Regions from separate parts of the Gadus morhua genome. Here region 2 is linked to region 1. Evidence: chromatin contacts called from public Hi-C data. All regions are on one chromosome and are shown on one strand. The core of a region is the stretch at or near the end of the contact, and the rest is flanking DNA. Distances in the headings are between cores, read along the strand shown. Region 1 holds the start of si:ch73-70k4.1 (pollen-specific leucine-rich repeat extensin-like protein 2). Region 2 holds the start of LOC115552271 (MORN repeat-containing protein 1).

Region 1 (5,347 bases), core at 472-2,971:
AAAGGGATATGACAAGTCTGTCAAATCCGCTATCTCATCCGTCATTTGCTAAGCAATAGTCAATCGGCAAAATCTTCAAATGTTCTCACGATTTCGGGGAGCACTTAGTAGAGTGTTCAAGCCATACATGTTTTTCCCATCTTCGTGTCATAATTCAAAAAATAATTTTGGTTGGTTTTGGTTTGGGTGTTTGACTCCCTGCTACTCAGGGACATGATGGTAGATAAATGCATGTTGCTAAATGACTGAACAGACACAATGTCAGATGATGCTCCAGGTGCGTATTCCATTACCTGCTTGGGAACACCAGCGTACACATGGGGCAACACTGGGTTCGTTCTCGCCCTCCTTCTCCTAGCTCCGCCTCCTTCGGTCCATCCCCCTTGCCGCCACCCTGTCGCTGAGCCCCAGATGGTCCCGCCTCCTCCACCCTCTCATCCAACATGGCCTCCTGCACCCCCCTCATCGTCTCCCCCCTCTCTGCCAGGTGCTCCCCTGAAAAGGGGGGCACCACCGGGGGGGGCTCACAAGCTCTGGCGGTGGACCCGCTCCAAAGCGGGAACGGCCGTACCGGCCTGCCAGCGAGATCCCCCGTTCGCCGCGTCTTCTCAGGGACCGACTCTCTGCCTGCCGGGACCTCCTTCTGGGTCGGGGCTGGTCTCGAGTCCTCCCTCCTCCCTGGTGGTGAATAGACCACCAGGGAGGAGGGACTGGCCGCTGTGGTCTCTGGGACCTGGAGCCCACCTCCTCCTCCGCCCTGAGGAGGGGTCACCGGAGGACTAGCGGGGGGTGAGGGTTCGACGGGTTGCGCTGGGGAGTGGGTATCGAGGGGTCGGGGGGGACTTCGGAGAGGGGATCCTGGGGGTCTGGAGGGTTCAGGGAAAGGGGGGACTTCATTGGCTGGAGTGGGTGGCTGGCGTTCGCTCTGCCTGGAAGTCTAGAAACAATTGATAAGAGAATAGTCATTTAAAATTGGATTTTGAACTGAGGCAATGACAACATACTGATTTTAAATAAAGTGCTGCAAAGAAAAATTGGCTTAAGTTTTGCTTATTATGGCCCTCAGGGCTTCGCCATAGGTGCTATAGCTAGAGAGAGACAGAGGAAATAAAATGGATGGCAAGTGCATCTTACCGCTGCGGAGGGTTCTGGGAGGGGGTCCCAGTGCTCAGAACCCAGGAAAGGGAGAACTGTCTCTATTGCGCTGGCCCATAGCTTTTCTGACGAATTCAGATCGTTTCGAGTCCACCATGGTAGGGTTGGAGACACTGTTCTGCAAATCGGGGAAATTTATGTTAGATTCTGTGGCGATACGTTATAGTTTTCCAAAACTACTGATGATGTACAGCGCTACATTGCATTCAATTAACAGCTGGCATGCTTGTTTCTTGTTTAAATCCCTTACATAATGTGTCCATCACATTTAGCCTATAGAGTATAGAGCCAGTATAAGCCCGTTAATGTTGAATAAACAGCAAGCCCTACATTTTCTTACCCCCTATTTCCTTTGCTACTGTCAGTCTTTACTTCTTTGGTAAGATCAGGGGAATTGAACGGTATACTAAACTTCAAAGAATCTTTTTTGTATCTGTCCCCTTGAGGCTCGATCACAGCGGATTTCTTTCTCTTCAGCTTAGATTTAGGGTATTTGTCCGCCATGTGTGGTTTGGTATTAAACTTCGCGGTAAATCCCACAGCTAGACGAGACGAGGACTTCCTTGTTTGTACAGTGATGTCACTAAAATACAACCAATAAGAAACACGCAGCCGACAAGGCAATTTGTATGCATATTTATAATCCAAATTGATAAATGTGTTTTACGGCTGATGCTATGATATCATGTACTGTATAAATTATTGTTTCTATATATTATTGTTAATAAACAAATGAAAAATATTCAATGAAAAAACGTTATTATCAATGCATTCATTTTATGATTTGTTTAATAAATATTCATTCATTAAAAAATCGTTGTCTTCTTTCCAAAATCCATCTACTAACATGCATAAAGATCTATAATGTGAATAGAAGTAAATTGGAAAAAAAAACGGTGTTTTGTGCCAGTTAATAAAGCTATAAAATACAAAGGTATTTTATAGCTGCTGATTATAACATTGTAGTAGTATCTACGTGTGTTTGTCCTCTTAGGACCTCTTAAGATCTAGCACAGGCCTGGCCGCATTCATATCCCTCTTGCCTGGAATAATGAAATCTCCTCTTTCAAATTCACATAGGCCTGGGTGTGCATCAACAAAACATTAAGGTGACATCATGCACAAGTGCTAGCTCCATCACAACCTTACTGTCGGTAGGCTATATAGGGTTAAGGACACACAATAAGTGGAAACTTGAAGTCATATTATTGGTGGGACTACACTCTGTAAAGTCTTCTAAGCTTTTGGACAGAGGCGAGGGACCAACGGATAGCGGCTACAATTATGCAATGGAAAAGACAAGGAGAAGCTGGAACTGAGCGAAGGAAAAGAAGAGAAGAGAGAGGGATTAAAACCCGCTATGGGAAAACCTGCCACTTTGAAATAAGGTGAGGCCAGTAATTTTTGAATGGTGCCCGGTTTAGATCGCTATTCCAGAGGGTTTGTTCTTCAGTCGCCAACAAGGGTAAAATACTTTTTTCCCCTCAACCACAGAGTCCTTTAAGCACTGAAACACAGCGGCAGCGAGAGAGACTGGGTCTTGGATGACTTCTATTGCAGTGGGGGGGGGGGGGGGGTGGCGCCTAGGCCTTGGAAAGTGATGTTATGTCGTCGAGGAGGAGTTGTGATCCCATGTTGTGCACGGTAACCATGGCTACGGGCAGGATAGATGATGTGGAATAAAAAGTAGCCGAGCCCTCGTCCAATTTGGGATGGAAAGGGCCCCGCAAAATGCACCGGGAAAAATAGGCAGGGGATATTATGTAGAAACACAGAAGAATAACACAATAATGATAACCATTACCCATTCACAAAACCCATATTACAATAATCGTTTTGAGAATATGATACGTTGACAAGAGGGTAACGCGCGCGCGCACACACACACACACACACACACACACACACACACACACGCGCACACACACAAATGTGTGTTATACGAGTTTTAAAGTCATTCACCGGTGGTAATTTCTATTTATTGTGTACAAACGCAAAAGCCAATGAATCTTCAATAATGAGTTCAAATAATAACTTGATAAATGTCCAATTGATTGTACTGCTGCCGCTGTAGTAGCAGTATAGGAGCGCATAGAGCTTCCCAAATTAGGCCCTTCCTATTAAACTGCAGTTATAATCGCATCTGGCTAGGGGACGCCATAGGAGTAGTAAACAACCATTCTTAAAGTTGCTCTGGAAGTCTGACCTTAACTACACGGTACACACATTCCGAAGATGCGAGAGAGTATAACTAATTAAGCAGAATTGATGCAGCATATAAACGGAATTATGAATAGGCTACTGCTTTGTTGGCTGATGTAAAAACATTTTGTCTAGTTCGAATATACGTGTGGTAATAGAATAAATGCGGTATTACAATAAATCACAGGTAACTGCTTTGCACCATAATAGGTACTGAAACAGATCTCATAAAGCCTGTTCTATTAACATATCCTATTACGAATCACTGAATATAGGTTATTACAACTACTCTAAAATATAACCAACCTACTAATACTAGCCTTATCCAACGTATACATATGTCTAACGTAGGCCTATATATAAACCAATATCTAAAACAATTAAAAATAATGTTCAAAAACAAGTTTATTTTTTTTAACATTAAAGATATTAAGGTTTCTTTTACGTTTCCTCTTGTAATGTAATCGGACACTCGGTTAGTTGGTGCCGTTCGACAAAAATAAAAATAAAACAATATAGCAGAGAAAAGCAGAAGAAAATAAACCGCGTCCATGTCGTTTAATTTGCATTTCCCCTCGGAAGCTAAATTTGACTCGTCTCGCAAAAAACCCCACCCATCCTCTTGGTTTTTACAGCCGTGAACCAAATGATTCACATAAGCTCTGGTCGCTTTTTCTTCTCCATTCTCTCCCTCTTTCCTTCCCCTTCTCACTCCCTCTCGTACGGCTGCTGGCTGCTCTACACCCGAGAGGAGGGGGAGTGGCGGCTGGTTCCTGGAACAGCCGAGCCTGCCTGCGGAGTCAGTCACATTCTTGGCTGGGATTCAATGACTGAGCCAGACACACACAAACACACCAAGGAGGAGAGAGGGAGGGCTGTGGTGTGTGTGTGTGTGTGTGTGTGTGTGTGTGTGTGTGTGTGTGTGTGTGTGTGTGTGTGTGTGTGTGTGTGTGTGTGTGTGTGTGTGTGTGTACGAGAGAGAGAGAGAGAGAGAGAGAGAGAGAGAGAGAGAGAGAGAGAGAGAGAGAGAGAGAGAGAGAGAGAGAGAGAGAGAGAGAGAGAGAGAGAGAGAGAGAGAGAGAGAGAGAGAGAGAGAGAGAGAGAGAGAGAGAGAGAGAGAGAGAGAGAGAGAGAGAGAGAGAGAGAGAGAGAGAGAGAGAGGCGGGGGACTAGAGAGAGAGAGAGGCGGGGGAGAGAGAGCGAGACTAGCTCATAGACTTCTCATCTCCATACAGGCATAGCGAACTGCGGGGGCAGACGGAGTGTAGTCTCTGCTGCAGTAGAATACTCGACAGCAAAAATAGGGTTTTAAGTAGGCTAACGACTTTTGTTAATCGATTGTCGTAGAGAACAGACACGCGGACACGATTCGTTTACTTACTTACTTTTTTTCGGAAACTTAAAAGCGCGACGGAGTTTGCGAGCGGACAGCGAACCAGACCAGCAATGGACAGTGCGGAGCGTTCAGCAGCACGGAGAGTCTCGCCGGTGTCGCCGTCCGCCTAGTGTTAACCCAAGGGGGGCTACGCTTACGACAACTCTTCGGTCTGGGACTTTTTTTCCCCCCGTGGATGTTTGATGAAGCGTTTCGCAATCTCGACAAACTCTGGGAGAGCTCGGATTTACGAGGAACGTGGACCTATTTCATCGAGTTTGCGTTACTATTTGACCGACTCCCAGTCGACGAGAAGAATTGCCATTTGCAAAGTTGAGGGGAAAACATGGAGACGGTAACTCGCCAGAGCTTCCAGCCTCATCCGGGACTGCAACAAACTCTGAAGCAGTTCCATCTCAGTTCTATGAGCTCACTCGGCGGACCTGCGGCATTCTCGGCCAGGTGGCAACATGACCTCCTGTTCAAGAAAGAGGGGAAAGAGCCCGAGCCCGTCCTGCATCTGCCCATGCAGTCGGCACCCCCTCCCGTGATGCCGGGACCCCTGTTCATCCCCTCGGACCGCTCCACCGAGAGGTGCGAGACGGTGCTCGAGAC
Region 2 (5,759 bases), core at 2,929-5,428, 190 kb after region 1:
TGGCTACGGGCGGCATGGTATAAACTGAGGAGTCTGGACAGAATTTGTTAAAAAACACAAATGGTTATTTCAAGCAATAGCATGGCACTCTTCCTAATGTCCCTCCTGTGTTCCTGTACAGCAGCAGGTGTAAGCCACCCCGGACCCAATCACTCTTTGTCACTTCCTGCTCTAGGGGCCCCCAGTGCAGCCCACTCCGCCTAGTGTACTTGGGGCCCGCCAGGAGAAGGAGGAGAGGTTGTGGGGGGAGGGGGGTTGTTCAGGCAGGCCCGGCCAACATGGGAAGAGGGCTGATGCCGCCCTCCCCCCCAAGCCAACGGGTTGGTGAATGCGTACATGTCTATCCATCTCTCCCTTCACCATTTATACTCTAGTGTGGTCATTGCCACACATCTCATGTGAATGAATGGCCCCACTATGCACCACATTGGTAATGCGAAAAAAGAAAAGATTTTTTGCAACCCCTTAAGCGACATCAGAACTACGTGGGGGTCTGGATTAACGAGCCGAGAACTGTAGTGAAATTGTCAAAATGCCAAAGTCGGAGAACCAAAAGACTGAAAGGTTAGAATACACTGAGAAAGATGGCCCAGCTGCTGTTAGACAAGGCAGCACTGGTCATTCGGTCAGGTGAGAACTATTACAGATATACAACAGAGCACATAGTTATTGATTCAGAATATTGTGATGGACAACCTCTTTTGCTTTCTCGCATATACTCTCTAGAAACCAAACTAGCTAAATAGGGGTGTGAAGCTTAAATGGGTCTCCGTACACACCAAAGGTCCTGGTTTAAATAACACAGACATCAGAAACACACGGATGGTGTAAATAATGTTAACGTTGTGCTGCATGGTAGTTAAATTACACACAAACTTGACCCATATCTCAAAAACTTGGACTAGTCAAGATTTTATATAATGCGCGTAGTGTAAATAATATGCATAGCGTAAATTGTATGATGATATCCCTGAGATTTTAACAATGCCAGTGTTAGACCTTTTAAAAGTCTATTTGTAGTAACTGAATGTATAAATAACAAGAGCATTTTCAAGATAACTCCCAACTACCGGATGATCAAAATAGTAGAAGTAGTAGTATTATATACTGTATTTACAGCAGACACTGTAATGTTTGACCTTGCATTGAAAAATACCAGAGAATACCATTATTGATGTAGCCTTATTATTATATTAATCAAATAGAAAATCCTCTGCTACGGCACTAATTAGGCCTGTGCAATAAAGAGAATATTACACAATTATACTTTGGCATTGCAAGAAATTAATTACCAGTGGAGGAATGCACATTGGGTCGAGAAACACTTTATAACTATACAAGCTCCACAAAGAAGCAGGGAAGGCTCACTAGACCTGCTGCCCCCCTGTCGATCTGTAGTCCAAAACTGGAATACAGGGACCAGGAAACTTACATGTGACTCCCTTTCATACCTATATAGCTCTGTCATACACGGCAGAGTAGACTCAAGCCATCAAGACGATTACTAGACTATAGGACACTTTGTGTTTGATGAGACGCCTTACCCTAAGATAGCTTGCAGAGCCTAGGAAAACATGCTTTGCCCAATTATCATTGCACAAATATTGTCCCATAATCAAAGTGTCCTATGGCTAACTATGTGTCCACATAGTCAGCTAGCGAGCTGTCAAAACCACCGTATTAGAATACGGGTGGATCTGCCTCACTGAGCTCAGAATTAGCATCTAATTAAAAGAACAACAGCTCCCCCAAGTGGCCGCACACAGGTAAAGGAGTTATCCCATTTTAAGACTAAGTGAAAGTTACCATCAACGTTAAGTAATCCGAACTACTTATTATAGTAATTTAATAGTAAAAGATTTGTGAGTCTTTTAAATTAAAGGGGTAAATACATTTAAGATGGACGTGGAGGATAGGCTAGTGTTTGGTGCACCACAGCAGAGACTCACATCGTACAGAGATCCGTCCACACAGCGCAGAACTCCCTGGCCCTGCTTCTGGTCCAGGACCCAACTTCCTTCATACTGGTCCCCGTTACTACAAAATAAAAGCGTAGCACTCGGAATCAAGCCACATTTTGAATCGGAATGTAACTCCAATAAATTAATATTGTTTAAGTTCAGTAAAGATATATAATTATTTTGATGCGGGGTAAAGCAAGACTGACTTTACGGTGTAATATTCAACCCAATGTCCACTATTCCTGGTAAAGAAATATGAACCTATAAATCAATCAGCACACCTATTTGTTGTTTTCATATGTCAAAGGATTCTAATCACTAAATTTGTTCCACATGCAGCGGTACCTCCTGTACACAACCCAGAAAACACTGTTGGTCAGAGGGTTCCTACCTGTACTCGATGCGGCCCTCCCCGTGTCTCTTGTCCCGGTGAAAGGAGCCTAGGTAGGCATGGCCATCTGAATCTGTCAGGGATCCGTGACCTGAGGATTTTGTTAATTTTTGACATGTGTAATGACAATAAAGTCCCTAATACTTGAAGCCCCCTTTTGACACACACTCTCTCTCTCTCTCTCTCTCTCTCTCTCTCTCTCTCTCTCTCTCTCTCTCTCTCTCTCTCTCTCTCTCTCTCTCTCTCTCTCTCTCTCTCTCTCTCTCTCTCTCTCTCTCTCTCTCTCTCTCTCTCTCTCTCTCTCGCTCTCTCTCTCACACGAATATGTATTATTATATGCACATATATTTATATATAAAATGCTCTACACACAAATCCTGTAATAAATTACTTCTGGGGCCATTTCATACCCAATATATACGTCTCCAGGTTATGTGGGATTATCGTCACAGCCAAAGGGATTTGGAAAGTTGGGACTAAATTTATTAACAAGTGTTTCCTCGTCAATGCGTTCCTTCCCCACCTTCTCTGAGGCCGCAGCAGAACTGTCCTTCATATGATTCACCGCTGGCTCTCTGCAGTACTCCAAAGCCATGGAGCTCACCTTGTTTGAACTCTCCAGAGTAAGAATCCCCTTCAAAACAGACGTTGAATAAACATATGAGCCTGGTTTGAATAGCTATATCAGTCTGTTTACGTCAAAACTAAATTAATATAGAAGACTATAACAAACATATGCATAAATAAGATGTAAAAACTGTTTATGTATACAGTACTGTAGATTTAGTTGAGGGAAATATATGGAACAATTGGAATAACAGAAAGGTTCTCATTAAAATACATTTATCATATAGAATATGTTATTACCACTTTAATATCGTTACCCTATAATTTAAGGGCAGACGGTTGCCATATGTGTGCAGTCCTCTTTTTTTTTACTGACAATATCATGTCAGCGGCGTAATAACTGCTATGATTCGTATAACTCAGGCATAATCAACATTAACATCGAGACCCTGAAGGCATCTTACCCGTTTTAGCCCAGTGTCGCAGGCCGCTTCCTTCAATCTCCCCGCAGATAAATTCCCCCTCATAAAAACTGCCATCTTTCATCATCAGTTTGCCAAGGCCTGCTCCAAAACAAGAACCAGCGGCAATTTATACCCGTCAATAAAGACACATAACATAATCCATAATCTACACCACAACCCTAACATAATCCTTGCTTGTTTAATCAGTAACCCGCACGAGGAAAAAAAACAGATGAATTCTTTATCTCATAAAGACTTGAGTATTTGCTTGAACAAACTGTTCGTAGGATGAACAGACATTTGAAAATGCCTAACTTTGTGATTCAGATCTACACATGAACGTTAGACGAGATATTCAAGTTTAAAATGTAGTCTGGGTGAGAACTTAACTCACCGTGCTTTCTCCCCATGCTCCATTCCCCTTCATAGAGGAAAAAGCTGTTTGGGTAAACATATTTTCCGTAGCCTATTGGGATATTGATGGGACTTGAGTTAGCCTGGATAGTTAATAACACACTATCTCTCGCTAACTCTAACGATACCTTGGTCACATGGATTGTAAATCGACCAATTGTCATATCTTTATACATTAATTGATGATTCAATGAATATTAGGCATACTTTGTAGGATTATAACAAGCACTGTCAAGCTTAACCGGAGATACTCTCTAAAACTAAAAGTAATGTATTTACCATGACGTTTTTGATTGGAGACCTCTCCGACATAGTTCGCTTTCTTGGACTCCATCTTTAATTTGATTGCGTCCATGACAACGCGGATCCATAGCAACTGCAACTCCGCTTTGCAACAATAAAGAGTTGCAAAACGAATAAAACCAATATACGAAGGTAAATTGTAGAGGCATACATAAGCTATACTTTGTTCGTCTTCAAACATGGGTGGCAAATAAGGTGAAATAATTGTAAATATATAAAACATGTAAGAAATGTAAATGGTCATTGTACTGCATACTGTTCGTCTTCAAACATGGGTGGCAAATAAGGTGAAATAATTGTAAATATATAAAACATGTAAGAAATGTAAATGGTCATTGTACTGCATAAACTTTATGCAGTACAATGACCATTTATGCCATAAGGCCAAACGTTAGTTCATTAAAGAGCCCCTATTATGCTAATTTTCTGGTCTTCATTTATTATTAATGACTCCTATAGCGCAACCTCACACGAATCACAGCACAAAAAACGATGTAGTTTTTCGGGAAACTCTTCCTCTCATCTGGGCGCTTTCAGCATTCTCTGTCAACGCTCGGTTTCGTCCTTCTCCGCCCCCTCGCCCCACTCCTGCCAACCCCACTCCGTTGTGATTGGTTACCTTAGGGAAGACCCCCGCGCGGGGGCAGAGTGGGCAGATTTGACCAGGCATATGGGGGCGTTGCAGGAGTGCGTTCACGTAGATGATTTCCCGGAAATGTGAACAAGTGAATCGCAAACGTTGTTCCGAGTGTCTAGCGCTCTGCCCAGCCACCCCAGACTGTCAGCAGGGAATACGTCGAACTGCATGTACATCATTATTTGACACTTTAGTATGGTTAAACATGACTATCAATCATTATAACAACGTTTATAGGTCATAAAAGTCGAAAAAGCATAATAGGTCCTCTTTAAAGTAAGTAAACTATGGCTGTGGTAAACATTATATATATTAGATATTTATATATATGATATATGTAGGGTATATATATTCTTAACATTTGACATGCCATTATAGTAGTTCATGTTTCCAAAGCATACCACTTTCACAAAACTCTTTATTTCATCAATCCTTTATTTAATGTGAAATGCCGATAATCATACTTTGTAGGCTGAAGTTGTTCTTGCCTATGGATTCTTGCTGTCACACTATAGCCTAGCGAATGTAACACCTTACAATAGTTTTTTTTCATTGCATAACACACTTTCTTGATAGCATTGGATATGGCTAATTTGCCCTGCTAAATAGTTGCCTACAGTGACAAAATATTTGAACGTTGACATCGTTTGACACTCAAATGGTGCATTCACAGTTACTTGAACGGTTAAGAAAAGCAATCTATAGGAATGGAATACCTATTCTCACTGGGGAAAAATTAACCTCTGTCAGTTATAGCTGCTTCCATTCAGAATGAGGTCCTACATTCAGCCTAGTTCCTTCCACTTTGAAACTCCACTATGAGCGTCCGGGCATCTGGACTCTGATGGCGTTCTGTTACGCCTTGCTCTTATCTGCGATCTCCTGGTCCGCGCTCTCCGCCCCGCCTCTGAAACGCTGAGCTAACTCTGTGGACAGCGCTGAGCAGCACGACTTCTGGAGGAGTAAACAGAGAAACACACACAAAACACATTTAAACACAACACACACAAGCTTGAAGAAGC

What was found. Hi-C and Micro-C count contacts between places; a contact is called where the count stands out from the background.
Region 2: a contact with region 1 is called in a Hi-C map of heart, with 8 times the contacts expected there. The contact joins the promoter of LOC115552271 here to the promoter of si:ch73-70k4.1 in region 1. A contact is called at or near these places in 3 of 6 Hi-C or Micro-C datasets (blood, gill and heart).

The regions. Positions count from the first base shown.
Region 1 is chr1:26,915,870-26,921,216 of gadMor3.0, forward strand. It overlaps si:ch73-70k4.1 (pollen-specific leucine-rich repeat extensin-like protein 2), which reads right to left and starts at 1,722. Exons shown (of 5, transcript XR_003976794.1): 1 at 1,496-1,722; 2 at 1,135-1,273; 3 at 294-937. It overlaps skia (v-ski avian sarcoma viral oncogene homolog a), which reads left to right and starts at 4,512. Exons shown (of 7, transcript XM_030356735.1): 1 at 4,512-5,347. The coding sequence starts at 5,079.
Region 2 is chr1:27,100,588-27,106,346 of gadMor3.0, forward strand. LOC115552271 (MORN repeat-containing protein 1) reads right to left here and starts at 4,179. Exons shown (of 15, transcript XM_030368197.1): 1 at 4,077-4,179; 2 at 3,778-3,849; 3 at 3,384-3,482; 4 at 2,876-2,986; 5 at 2,353-2,443; 6 at 1,950-2,037. The coding sequence starts at 4,152. si:ch211-251b21.1 (PBP2_iGluR_non_NMDA_like domain-containing protein) reads right to left here. Exons shown (of 10, transcript XM_030364887.1): 10 at 5,152-5,691. The coding sequence ends at 5,593.